Regions from separate parts of the Sus scrofa genome. Here region 1 is linked to region 2. A link is a contact called in public HiChIP or PLAC-seq data. All regions are on one chromosome and are shown on one strand. Each heading gives the region's core, a stretch centred on a gene start, on an enhancer-like site or on the middle of the called end of the contact. The rest is flanking DNA. Distances are from core to core; before and after follow the strand shown.

Region 1 (6,301 bases), core at 953-3,452, 420 kb before region 2:
CAACCCAAGTGACTGCAGTGACAACACCAGATCCTTAACCTGCTGCACCACAAGAGAACTCCACATTAGATATTATTATTATTTTGTCTTTTTAGGGCTGCCCCCGCAGCATATGGAGGTTCCCATGCTAAGGGTCTAATCGGAGCTGCAGCTGACGGCCTACAACACAGCCATAGCAACACCAGATCCACCTGCGTCTGCGACCTACACCACAGCTCATGGCAACGCCGATCCTTAACCCACTGAGCCAGGGATCCAACCTGAAACCTCATGGTTCCTAGTCGGATTTGTTTCCTCTTGTGCCACGCTGGGAACTCCCACATTAGATATTATTAATCTCTAGTAATTTTGCCAACTTGAGTGAGAAATGTTATCTTAGTTTTTAATTTGCAATTCCCTTACCATAGAGGTTGAGCATTTTTTCACATTTATTGGACATTTGGATTTTCTTTTTTTGTTAAATATCTATTTTCTCTGCTTTATGTTTTTTGTTTCTCTTAGTCTTCACATGTAGTTACCACTGCTGTGTATGTTTTTATAGATTTTTATAGAAATTGAGATTTTTAGTTAAGGAATTTACCCAAAGTCACCCAGCTAGAAAGTGGGAGGTTAAGGATATGAATCCAAACAGATTGAATGCAGAGCTTCCAGAGTTTAGACATAGTTTCATATTTATTGCCCCCCCCCTTTTTTTTCTTCTACGAGTAGCTTGTTTTCCTGTTTTTACCTCTATTTGACAAGCTTTTCTTTTCTTTTTTGGCTGCCCCGCAGCATATGGAGTTTCTGGGCCAGGGATCAGGTCCAAGATGCAGCTGTAATCTAAGGTGCACCTTTGGCAACACCAGACCCTTTTAACCCACTGTGATGGGCTGGGCATCAAACCTGTGTCCCGGTGCTGAAGAGACACCTCGGATCCCATTGTGCCATGGGAACTCTGACAAACCTTTTTTTTCCCTAAATGTAAAAGAATATTAGTTAAAAAAAAATCACTAAAATAGCCAAAGCAATCTATCCCTGGCCCAGGAACTTCCACATAATCCACCTTGACCCCTTGCCGCAGGTGCCAACAACAAAAAAAAGTTACTAGAGATTTGGGAGACGAAATAGTAATCTAAATGTTATGGTTGGAAAGTGCTTAAGGCATGTTAGATTAGATTCCAGGCAGCTGTGTAAACGCTGTGCCTGTACCCTCATCTTTCAAAGGGAATAAGAGCCCCTAATTCACAGCATTGTTGTGAAAAGAAAAAGTACATAAAACACACAAAAGCACTTTTAAACAGGTAGCTGTATTATTATTGGTTACCAATGGACTGATTTTTTTCTTCCTGCTAACTTACCCATACTTTCCTTTTTTTTTTGTCTTCGTAGGGCCCCATCCGCGGCACATGAGGGTTCCCAGGCTAGTGGTCCAACCATAGCTGTAGCTGCAGGCCTTCGCCACAGCCACAGAAACATGGGATCCCAGCCATGTCTGGGACCTACACCACAGCTCACAGAAATGACCCATCCTTACCCTTCTGAGCAAGGCCAGGGATGGAACCTGTGTCATCATGGATGCTAATCAGATTTGTTTCCGCTGAGCCACAACGGGAACTCCTTACCGGTATTTTCTAAATGACCTAGAAGAAATATTATTTACCTAAGAGAATGTGTTGTTTAAGACAATAAAACCCGGAGTTCCCTTTGTGGCGAACTGGAAACCAATCTGACTAGGAACCATGAGGTTGAGGGTTCGATCCCGGGCCTTACTCAGTGGGTTAAGGATCTCGCCTTGCCGTGAGCTGTGGTGTAGGTTGCAGACGCGGGTCGGATCCCGCGTTGCTGTTGCTTTGGTGTAGGCCGGCGGCTACAGCTCCGATTAGATCCCTAGCCTGGGAACCTCCATATGCCATGGGAGCGGGCCTAGAAATGGCAAAAAGACAAAAAATAATAAATAAAATAAAATACAAAAACCCTGGATGAATCACCCCACGAACAAACATAAAGGTGAAATCAAAAAATTGAGAAGATCCAGAGAAGAAACACCAAAGCGGCCCGCGATTGGAGCAGGCGGGGCCAGCGCTCCTAAAGCGCTGGTTGTTACTCTCTCCAGCCCGCGGTCTGCAAGCCGCCATGCTCTTCCGCTCCCAGAGGCCCGGTGGCGGAAGTCGTCACTCGCGGAGGGACTGAGCCCACGCCGCGCACCCAGCAGTAGGCGCGCCATGGCGATGGGCGGCGGTGGCGGCGGCAGCGGTGTTCCTGAGGCGGAGGACTCGGTGCTGTTCCGGCGCGGTGCAGGCCAGGTGAGGCTGCGGCCGGCGCTACCTCCGACCAGCGTCCCCTCCTCGCCCTCAGCTCCTTCTCCGGCCAGTCCGCTTACTGCCCAGGTCGTGGTGGGCATGTTTCTAAGACTTTACCCATTTGGGAGCCTCAACCTCAAATTCCTTCCTCTGGCAGTTAGGGCTCGTTAATGACTTTGAGCCAGTGCCACACCGCTACTTGCTTGTACCTTGGCTTGTCCATCCCTTTTTCTCACTGGAGGGTGTGCGGGGTCAGACCAGGGTGAAGCGGCGAAACCAGTTAGTCTGTTGAAATGATCCAGGTGTTAGCTGTGAATGACAAAGTACTTGGAGTCTAGATGTATTTTGAAATCACAGGCAACAGGTTTTGCTTATGGATTCGGTAATAAAGGTTTGAGAGAAGAAAGTCAAAGATAACTCCGAGATTTTTCTGAGCAGTTGAAAAGATGAAGTTGCCTTTTACCTAGATGGGGAAGACTGCAAGTAAGCAGGTTTATAAGGGCGAAGGTTAGAATTCATTCTTGGGTGAAATGTGATGGGGGCGAGTTCGAGAATCGGAGAGGAGAAATTTAAGGCAGCGTTTGTAAGCAGATATTTCAAGATTTATTCTAAGTACTGGAAGGTAGAAAATTTGACCAGTAGAGGGAGAAGGAAATGAGATAATGGGTATTCTTAATTGTGTTTGTGCTTGTTTTTAAAGTGGGAGAGATGTTTCAGCATGTTAGTGGGCTAATGGAGATCCAGTAAGGATGGGAAAATTGATGATGCAGGAGAGAGAAGAGAATGACTGAAGCAATGTTCTAGAGTAGGTAGGAGGGAATGGATTTGGCCTTTGTTATAAATATTGACAGTTCATGTGGTGATAGTTATATGAATACAAATTTGTGTGGATGGGCAGGAGATTGTGAAAATTCTGTTTTGATTGATGCTGTTCTCTCAGTAAAAGAAGTGAGGTTATTAGCTAGTAAAGACAGGGCAGGAAACAGGTGTTGGTGGTTAGAGAGGAGGAATGGTAGGAAATGTTGCTAGGCAACATTAAAGGCCTACTTCAAAATCCTAGTTGTCAGCTTAAAGGAGGCTAGACAGCATGATTGTGTTTTTCTCTAGCTAAATTCAAATTCAGGTGTGTGAGGGCAGACAGAATAAATGAATGTTTGAAGTTAATAGGGTTGTAATTTTACCATGTATGAAGTGAGGCAGGGGAGAGGGTACAGGGTGTTATCCTGATGATTGACCATGGAATTTAGCTGGCTAAGAAAGGAAATGAGGACATTAGGATGGTGAGAGAAAAAGTGAGAGAACCAATGTTTTACCAATTCCAGGGAAGTAGAATAATTGTCATCATCAGGCTACTAAAAGGAATGAGTTGCAGAGCCTGGAGGGTGGTGGTTGAAGAGTAGGATTCTTGCCGTTAACTTATGGAGAGGTTGTAGTTAATGGTTATAATAAAGAAGATAGAAATGAGTAGCTGAGACTGGGTGCTGTAAAAGATCATTGGAGTTCCCATCGTGGTTCAGTGGAAATAAATCTGACTGGTATCCATGAGGACATAGGTTTGATCCCTGGCCTTGCTCAGTGGGTTAAGGATCCAGTGTTGCTGTGAGCTGTGGTGTAGGTCACAGGCGAGGCTCGGATCTGGCGTTGCTGTGGCTGTGGTGTATGCCGGCAGCTGCAGTTCCCATTTGATCCCTAGCCCAGGAACTTCCATGAGCTTTGGGTGAGGCCCTAAAAAGACACCCCCCCCCAAAAAAAAGTTGTTGGTAGCAGAAATTTTAAAGACCTAACAAGGATATGGTACCGCAGAGATCATCTACATGGTTTTTTATTTTATTTTTTTTTATTTTTATTTTTTGCCCCCATACGACATATGGAGTTCCAGGGCTGGGGATCAGATCCAAGGCACATTTGTGACCTGTATTGCAGCTGGGTTAACACCAGATCTTTTAATCCACTGTGCTGGGCCTGGGATCAAACCTGCATCCTGGTGCTGCAGAGATGCCTCTGATCCCATTATGCCAGAGCAGGTTTTTAAGTTACCAAAAATTACAACAGGAGTAGTGTTGGAGAGAGTACTGGGATATTAAACCTCAAAGAATGAAAAGGAGCAACCCACGAGACTGTAGGTGATTACAATAAGGAGGACTGTGGACAGTGGAGTTTGGTGACAAGATTTTCAAACCTGAGAGTTTTTAGGAAGGAAGAATAATCTGGAAGTGGAAGTGAAAGTCAGGAAGATTCCCTCCCCACCTCTGGTGCAGTGATTTGAGGGATAGGGAGGAGAAAACATTTCATTTTGAGATAGCTGCAAGGAAAGAGGTGGGCTACTCTTAGTGACTGAGAAACATATTTAACGGTGGTCCTAATGATCTGTTCTGGTTACTGTTGTTATGTAACAAATCACCCAAAACTTACGTGGCTTGAAACAGTAATCTTTTTATTATCTCTTACAGTTCTGAGGATCAGGAATTTGCAAAGGCCTTTCTGGGCAGTTCTCTTTCAGACCTTTTGTGCATTTGCATCCACGCAGTAGTCAAATAGCTGGGGACTGAGCAGCTAGGGATTGAAAAGCCATTCCTTTTCTTCTTGTCTCAGCTTCTCTATGTGGTCCCAATATGTGGGATGGTTTGGATTTCCTACACGCCTTTGTAATCTTTCCCTTTTATTCATGCCTCCTCATGTCTTGTCCCCAGACAATTGCCTATCCGTTTTCTGTTACCATAGATGAGTCTGCATTTTGTAGAATTTTTACAAACGTGGAATCTTTTTGGCTGCTGCTATTGCTGCTGCTGCTTTTTTTTTTTTTTTTTTTTGGCCACGCATACAGAAGTTCCTGGGCCAGGGCTCAAACCCAAGCCACAGCAGTGACAGCTCGGAATCCTTAACTGCTAGGCCCCGGGGAGCTTCCTGTTTGGCTTCTTTTACCCAGCATAGTTATTTTGAGTTTCATCCACTTCATTGTATATATCAGTCATTCATTCCTTTTCATTGCTCTAGGATCCTGTTGCATGGATGGATATGCTTCAGTTTGTCCATTCACTTTTCATGAGCATTTGGGTTGTTTTCAGTTTGGGGCTGTTGGAGATAGAACTGCTGTAACTATAGTGTAGAAGAAGCCTTTGTATGGCCACATGCTTGCATCTCTCTTTGGCAAACACCAAGGTAATGGAATAGATTCATTTTAGTTCTTTAAGAAGCTGCTAAACTTCTTAAAAATGGTTATACCATTTTACATTTCAACTAGCAATATATGAAAGTTCCACTTGCTCCACATCTTTGCTAACACTTGGTATGGTCAGTCTTGTTAATTTTAAGACGTTCTCATAGATGTGTAGTGGCATCTTATCATTGTTGTAGGTTTTTTTTGTTTTTGTTTTTGTTTTTGTTTTGTCTTTTTAGGGCTGGACCCAAGGCATATGAAAGTTTCCAGGCTAGGGTCAAATTGGAGCTGCAGCTGCTGGCCTACACCATAGCCACAGCAATGCCAGATCCAAGCTGCGTCTGCAAGCTACACCACAGCTCACAGCAACTCAGGATCCTTAACCCACTGAGCAAGGCCAGGTATCAAACCTGAGTCTTCATGGATGCTAGTCAGATTCATTTCCACTGAGTCACAATGGGAACTCCTGTTGTGGTTTTAATTAGCATTTCCCTAATGACAGATGATGTTGATCATCATTTTATGTGCTTACTTGCCATCCATATATCTTCTTAGGCGAAGTGTCTTTTCAAATACTTAACCCTTTTTTTTTTTTTTTTTTTTTTGGTCTTTTTGCCTTTTCTAGGGCCGTTCCCACAGCATACGGAGGTTCCCAGGCTAGGGGTCTAAACGGAGCTATAGCCACCGGCCTACTCTACAGCCACAGCTCACGGCAACACCAGATCCTTAACCCACTGAGCAAGGCCAGGGATCAAACCCGCAACCTCATGGTTCCTAGTCAGATTTGTTAACCACTGCGCCACAACGGGAACTCCATGCCCGTTTTTAAATTGAGTTATTTTCTTTTTGTAGAGATTTGAGAGTT
Region 2 (6,550 bases), core at 3,068-5,567:
TTCATTTACAATGTTGTGTTAGTTGCTGGGGTACAGCAAAGTGATTCAGATACACACTTTTCAGGAAGGAAGCATTGTTGATATAATAAAAGGGACCTGGCTTTGGCGGCAAGACGGCCTAGTTCATACCCCAGTTCCCATGGTTACTAGCTATCGTAAGCAAAAAAGAGGCTGGAGGCCCTTTTAAATTTAGGTGTTTTTTTGTTTTGTTTTTTTTCTTCCATAAGATGACTTCAGAAATCCTGGAATATAGATGGAAAACGCACCGAAACTGCCTTTAGATCTATGGCATTAAAAAGATCTTGAACAAAGCCCCAAAATTATCAAAGTTCAAACATGGATTCGGGGAAGTGACTAAGATATCTGGTTTTCCACAATTTTTGATTCAACCTAGTGTACTATTTGGTTTTATTGATTTAAGCTGATTGCATAGAGAAAGTGTCACCAAAATGCATCTTTGTGACCCAAGGGCTTACAAATCAGGTGGAATTAGGTGGTTATTACTTTAGAAGGGCTAAACCCATCATTTTACTACTCTCTCAGTTTGTGAGATTCTTGGATTAATAACTTAAAAAGATAAATTAAAATTTTTCTGTGTTCAGAATTGAAAATTGTCACTTGAGGCTTTATCCTGATCTTCCTTATGCTCTCATGGCAATAATCCAGTGTTTCTCAAAGAGCACAGGTCTTGGATCACTTGCTTAACAATCATCTAATCTGCTAATTTATTTATTTATTTATTTATTTTTTTACTGCCCCATCCACTGCATATGGAAGTTTCCAGGCTAGGGGTCTAATCGGAGCTGTAGCCGCCAGCCTACCCTAGAGCCACAGCAACACCAGATCCGAGCCGTGTCTGTGACCTACACCACAGCTCACGACAATGCCAGATCCTTAACCCACTGAGCAAGGCCAGGGATTGACCCTGAAATCTCATGGTTCCTAGTCAAATTCATTAACCATTGAGCCACAATGGGAACTCTTGCATTTTGCCTTCTTACATAGCATGGTACTGCATTATGCTCCCCCTCCTGTTCCCTAAATACATACTTTTTTGTAAAATTGATTTTCTTTCTTTTTTTCTCATTTTTAGGGCCATACCCACAGCATATGGAAGTTCACAGGCTAGGGGTCCAGTCGGAGCTGCAGTTGCCAGCCTATGCCATAGTCATGGCCACGCCAGATCTGAGCCCTGTCTTCTGTGATGTACACCACAGGTCATGGCAACACCAGATCCTTAATCCACTGATGGAGGCCAGGGATCGAACTCGCATCCTCATGGATACTAGTCGAGTTTGTTACCACTGATCCACAACAAAAACTCTTTATTTTCTTTTTCTTGGAGTCATCAAACTTACAAAGTCTTATTGAAAATGAAAATACTTACTTGCATCAACCATTGATTTATATTCCAAAAGTTGTTGTTTTGTCTGTGTTCTTAGCCTGAAAACAGAGAAACAGAGTCAAAATACTATATGATAAATCAACTCATCATTTTCGGAAGCTGATGTAACAAAATGAGTATAAACAGCATTAAAGCAACTCAGGATCCAAGCCTCATTTGTGACCTACACCACAGCTCACAGCAATGCCAGATCCCTGACTCAAGGATCGAATCTGACTCCTTATGACTACGAGTCAGATTCGTTTCTGCTGAGCCACAACAGGAACTCCAAAGAGTTTAATATTTTAGGATTTTGTATTGCAAGTGGAAGGGAAGTTTTATTTTTTATTTGTTTCTTATAAGTATTGAGAAGACTTTTATACGAATGAATGTCTTTCTGGATCAGTGTGTAGCAGTACTCATCAGAATTTCCTGAAAAGAGTTTTCCTGTGGCAAAGTGGGTTAAGGGTCCAGCTTTGTCACTGTAACAGCTTGGGTTGCTGGCTGTGGCGAGGATTTGAACCCTGGCCCAGGAACTTCCACATGCCATGGGCAAGGAAGGCCAGAAAAAAAAAAAAAAAAAAAAAAAATTTCCTAAAAACAGAAAAACAAGGCAAGTTCATACACTTGGTCAGATGTCAAAGGAATGGGAGGTGGATAATTAGGGTAATTAGATTACCCTTAGAGTTCCTGCCACCTTTATACTATATGCTGTTTACCAATCAATGTGAGTGAGGTGGACTTTTGTGAGAGAATAGTGTTTGGTGACCAGGACCTCTTTTGGGCATTTCATCCTAAGCGGAATACACAACAGATAAGGCGACAGGGAAGGTAATACAAGGAAGCTACTCTTTGGAGCTCAGAACAGGTTAATGAAGCCCATGGGATCCTCTAGCTGTGGACAGTGCTAACGGGGTCCTCCGGAATTGACACTAGACTGTGGCAGCGTTTTCCTATAGGACTCCAAGAACTCTGCATAAAGATGCAATGGCCCATGGATAAATGAATGGGAACAGAGGAAAGAGCCCCCACCCTAAACTTCTTCCTTTCTTTGATAAACTGTAAAAGACTGTTGATAACTTAAATTCCCATCATTGTTGCCTATCCCTGCCCACAGGCCCCCAAACTCACTCTCAGAAGGTGGGTTAATGGCCTGAAGACTGGGATGAGACCTTGAGAGAATACAAAGTTCATCAATCACATGGGGATGGGTGACAGCATGCCTCCGCCTCTGAGAAGCTTCCGAAGGAGAGGACAGTGAATCTGGTAAATACAACTGCTGTTTGACAAAGAGACTCTTTACAGTAAGCCAATCAGGTCAATTCTGCTTGAACCTATAGAGCAGCTCCTGAGCAACAATATCCCCATAATCATGAGACAAAAGGTTGATATTGTGATTCTGAAAACCCAGATGCCGCCAAAGTGCCTTAATGATGCTGGCTTGCTCAGAAATGGAATAGTGACATGGTCCCCCTTGCAGGCAAACAATTCACCTAAGAACTTCCAAGAGTGAAGAGCAGGGGAAAGCTGGGGTTGGGGGAGACAGAATGCACAGAGAGGCCACAAGAAGGGGCATGGCCAACAGTCTCACCTGCACCCACCACTCCCTCATGTAAGACCTGGGCTATAAAACTCCATGTTGGGAGAGCCTGTTTTGCACTGGTAGGAGGCAACTTTTTTTTTTTTTTTTTTAATGGCCACACCCATGGTATATGGAAGTTCCCAGGACAGGGACTGAATCGCAGATGCGACGTACCACACATCCTTTAACCCACAACGGATGAGGCTGCAACCCAGGCCTCTGCAGCAACTAGGAGCCAGCAGTCAGATTCTTTTTTTTTTTTTTTTTTGCTTTTAGGGCCACACCAGTGGCTTATGGAGGTTCCCAGGCTAGGAGTCTAATTGGAGCTAAAGCTGCTGGCCTGCAAACTACACCACAGCTCACAGCAACACCGGATCCTTAACCCACTGAGCGAGGCCAGGGATCGAACCTGAAACCTCATAGTTCCTACTCGGATTTGTTTCCGCTGCACCAGCTGCACCACGACGGAAACTCTGGCAGTCTGATTCTTATCCCACTGCACCACAGCAGGAATTCGGATAAGAGGGAATTCTTAAAGTAAGGCTGTGAGGTCTGTTATCAGGCAGTCTTTCAAAGCAGTAGTAAAGCTGAAACACGGTTAGCAAAGCTTTTTTTTTTTTTTTTTTTTGGATCCCTGGTCCTTAACCCACTGCTGCATAAGGGAACTCCACAAAGCTTATTTTTTAAAAGCATTACTTGTTATGATTTAGAACAGAAGTCTGAATTTTTTTTTTCTGTAAAGGAAGAGACAGCAAATGTCTTAGGCTCATATGGTGTCTGGTCTAACTGCTCAACTCAGCCCTTTGCAGCAGGAAAGTTGTGTTCCAATAAAACTTTAAGAGGACTAAAATCTAATTTCTTCCTCTCAACCATTTAGACACATGAAAACTTTTCTTAGTTTGAGGGGCCAAAGAAAAACAGAGAGTAGGATAGATATGGCCCAGGGCCATAGTTTCCCATTGATAGAATATTTACGTCCCTTATCATCAAATCTAGCAACGAATTTCTTCACAACAAACGAAGCTTCCGGATTGAAAAGGGCCAAAGCTATAAAAGAATAGGGCGGGGCAACTTCCCTCAAGTTTATCTGGGCTTGGATGGGTTCCTGCCGAGCTAGCTAGAGGGAACAACCTGAGCAGTAGGGTCATGCGGTCCTCGGGACGCGCCGCATCGTTGCCGGCGACCTGCGGCGGCCTGCCTTCCCCCCCGGAGTCCGCGGGCTCAGCTGCGGCTTGCTTCTTGGACTGCATCTCCATCCTTGGGGCGAAGAACTACCACGGAAGACGAGTTAACACAGCCCTGCCAGGGGCCGCCTTTCTTCCCGCCACTTAATTGACGCCCGGAAGGGGCTGGACTGTCGTTGCGTCCCGCCCCCTTCCGCCCCTAGCCCCGCCCTTTCCACCCCAGTCTCTGGTTGCTATGGTTGCCGATGTCTCTTATTTTATTCTGGCTCTGTAGGTTAAACCTTTGACAGACAACTAGTAAAAGAAAAAGAAAAAAAAAGTGAAAGAACTTTAATTAAGCGTTAGCGCAATTCAGTGCTAGGCTAAGGGCTGTGCTGGGCTAAGGGGGCACTCGGCGGCATCTGGCAGCCGCGGTCTGGAGTGGAGAACTCCAACATAAGTGCTCTTGCAACACTGGCTCTGAGATAGCCAATTGGTTGTTCTTGTTTTTGTCTTTTTAGGGCCGAACTTGTGGCAAATGGAAGTTTCCAGGCTACGGGTTGAATTGGAGCTGAAGCTGCCAGCCTACACCACAGTCATGCCAGACCGCAGAGACACATCTTCAATCTACTCCACAGCTTGCAGCAACACCGGATCCTGAGCCAGACCAGGGATGGAACCCGCATCCTCATGGATACTAGTCGAGTTGTTAACCCGCTGAGCCACAACAGGAACTCTGGGATAGCCGTTTTTGACCCCTCTTAGTACTCCCCTTCCATCCCCAGCCTTGGATGATGGGTGTGTGGGCCAGACTAGGAGAGAGAAGCATCCGAGTAGAGATTTGTTTGTCCAGGCCCCTCATTTGGCAGAGAAACGAGTGGCCCAAGATCAAAGATACCCACTACCCTCTAGGAGTCAATGCAGACTTCCAATCTGAAATTCAGCTGTCAGTAAGATTCGAACTCGGTTACAGAGTTGGGTACCCCCAAGGGTCAATTTGGTGATGCAACAGATTTCAGTTGCCCTTTCCTAGCTGAGTAGTGACTGGGTAATGGAGAAAATGCAGAACGTATAAATGCCTGATTGGTTTGTAGTTTTTCAATGTGGTCAGTCATGTAAGGGACAGGGTTCTTGCAGCACAAGCACAATAGCTCAGACCTCTTTGAATGAGAGCACGGAGCATTCCCTTCTATAACTAGTTTCCCTTGAGTTATTCACAGAACACTCCCCTTTCTTCCTCTCTATTATCAAAATACAGGTCCTGATAAAAGATTCAAAAGCCACAGGAGGATGTAAAATGTGGCCACTACTCCCAAAACTCATGGAGGAGCATTTTGCTTCGTTTTTTCTTTCACACAAAAATGATCCTCTTCTTTCATCTAACTGCTTTATCCAGGATGTCCTCCCGATTTTCACATCAGTCCCACCCTTTTGGGCAACTGCTTATCAGTGACCAAATTTGGAGCAAGAGTATGCAGTGGTTCTCCAATCAGAATCATGGGAAGAACTAGTTAATACAGATTGCTATGTGCCTCTCCAAGCTACTGATTCTGATTTGCTTTTCTAACAAATTCCCAAGTGATGTTGCTGTTGCTGTTGGGGGATGACATTTTGAGAAACAATGTAACTGAAGGTTATAAAAATGAATTAAATATACCAGATGGAGGGGTTCCCGTCCTGGCTCAGTGGTTAACGAATCCAACTAGGAACCATACATGAGGTTGCGGTTCGATCCCTGGACTCGCTCAATGGGTTAAGGATCCGTCATTGCAGTGCGCTGTGGTGTAGGTTACAGACGTGGCTCGGATCCTGCGTTGCTGTGGGTGTGGTGTAGGCCAGCAGCTACAGCTCCGATTCAACCCCTAGCATGGGAACCTCCATATGCCCCAGGAGAGGCCCCAGAGAAGGCAAAAAGACAAAAGAAAAAAAAAGAAAAAAAGTCGTAGCATTCAGACAATGAGACACCTACATCGAATGTTTTCACTGACGTGTGGAATCTGAAAAAGGGACAGACTGAACTTTTTTGCAGAACAGATATTGACTCACAGACTTTGAAAAGCTTATGATCTCCAAAGGAGACAGTTTGGGGGGTGGAAGGATATGCTTAGGTTGTGGGATGGAAATCATATAAAATTGGATTGTGATGATCATTGTACAACTACAAATGTAATAAATTCATTGAGTAATTAAAAAAAGATGTCTGACCAAAAAAGAAACTTACTTAGAAAATAAGCAGTAAAATAAACTCCAGATAAAAAAGGACTATAAGGAGTTCCTGTTGTGATGCAGAGGAAATGAATCTGATTAGTATCCATGAGGATGCAGGTTCAATCCCTGGCATCACTTGGTGGGTTAAGGATCTGGAGTTGTGGTGAGCTGTGGTATAGGTTGCAGACGTGGCTTGAATCCTGCACTGCTGTG

Evidence for each region. HiChIP or PLAC-seq counts read pairs in DNA pulled down with a chosen protein or histone mark.
Region 1: a contact with region 2 is called in an H3K27ac HiChIP or PLAC-seq map of skeletal muscle, with 4 times the contacts expected there. The contact joins the promoter of SMN1 here to the promoter of CENPH in region 2. A contact is called at or near these places in 1 of 5 promoter capture datasets (fetal skeletal muscle) and 1 of 2 datasets of contacts at active chromatin or transcription factors (skeletal muscle).

What each region holds. Positions count from the first base shown.
Region 1 is chr16:47,773,219-47,779,519 of Sscrofa11.1, reverse strand. SMN1 (survival of motor neuron 1, telomeric) reads left to right here and starts at 2,202. Exons shown (of 8, transcript NM_001130735.1): 1 at 2,202-2,282. The coding sequence starts at 2,202.
Region 2 is chr16:47,351,086-47,357,635 of Sscrofa11.1, reverse strand. CENPH (centromere protein H) reads right to left here and starts at 4,317. Exons shown (of 9, transcript XM_003483841.3): 1 at 4,098-4,317; 2 at 1,388-1,443. The coding sequence starts at 4,222. It also overlaps the pseudogene LOC102161570.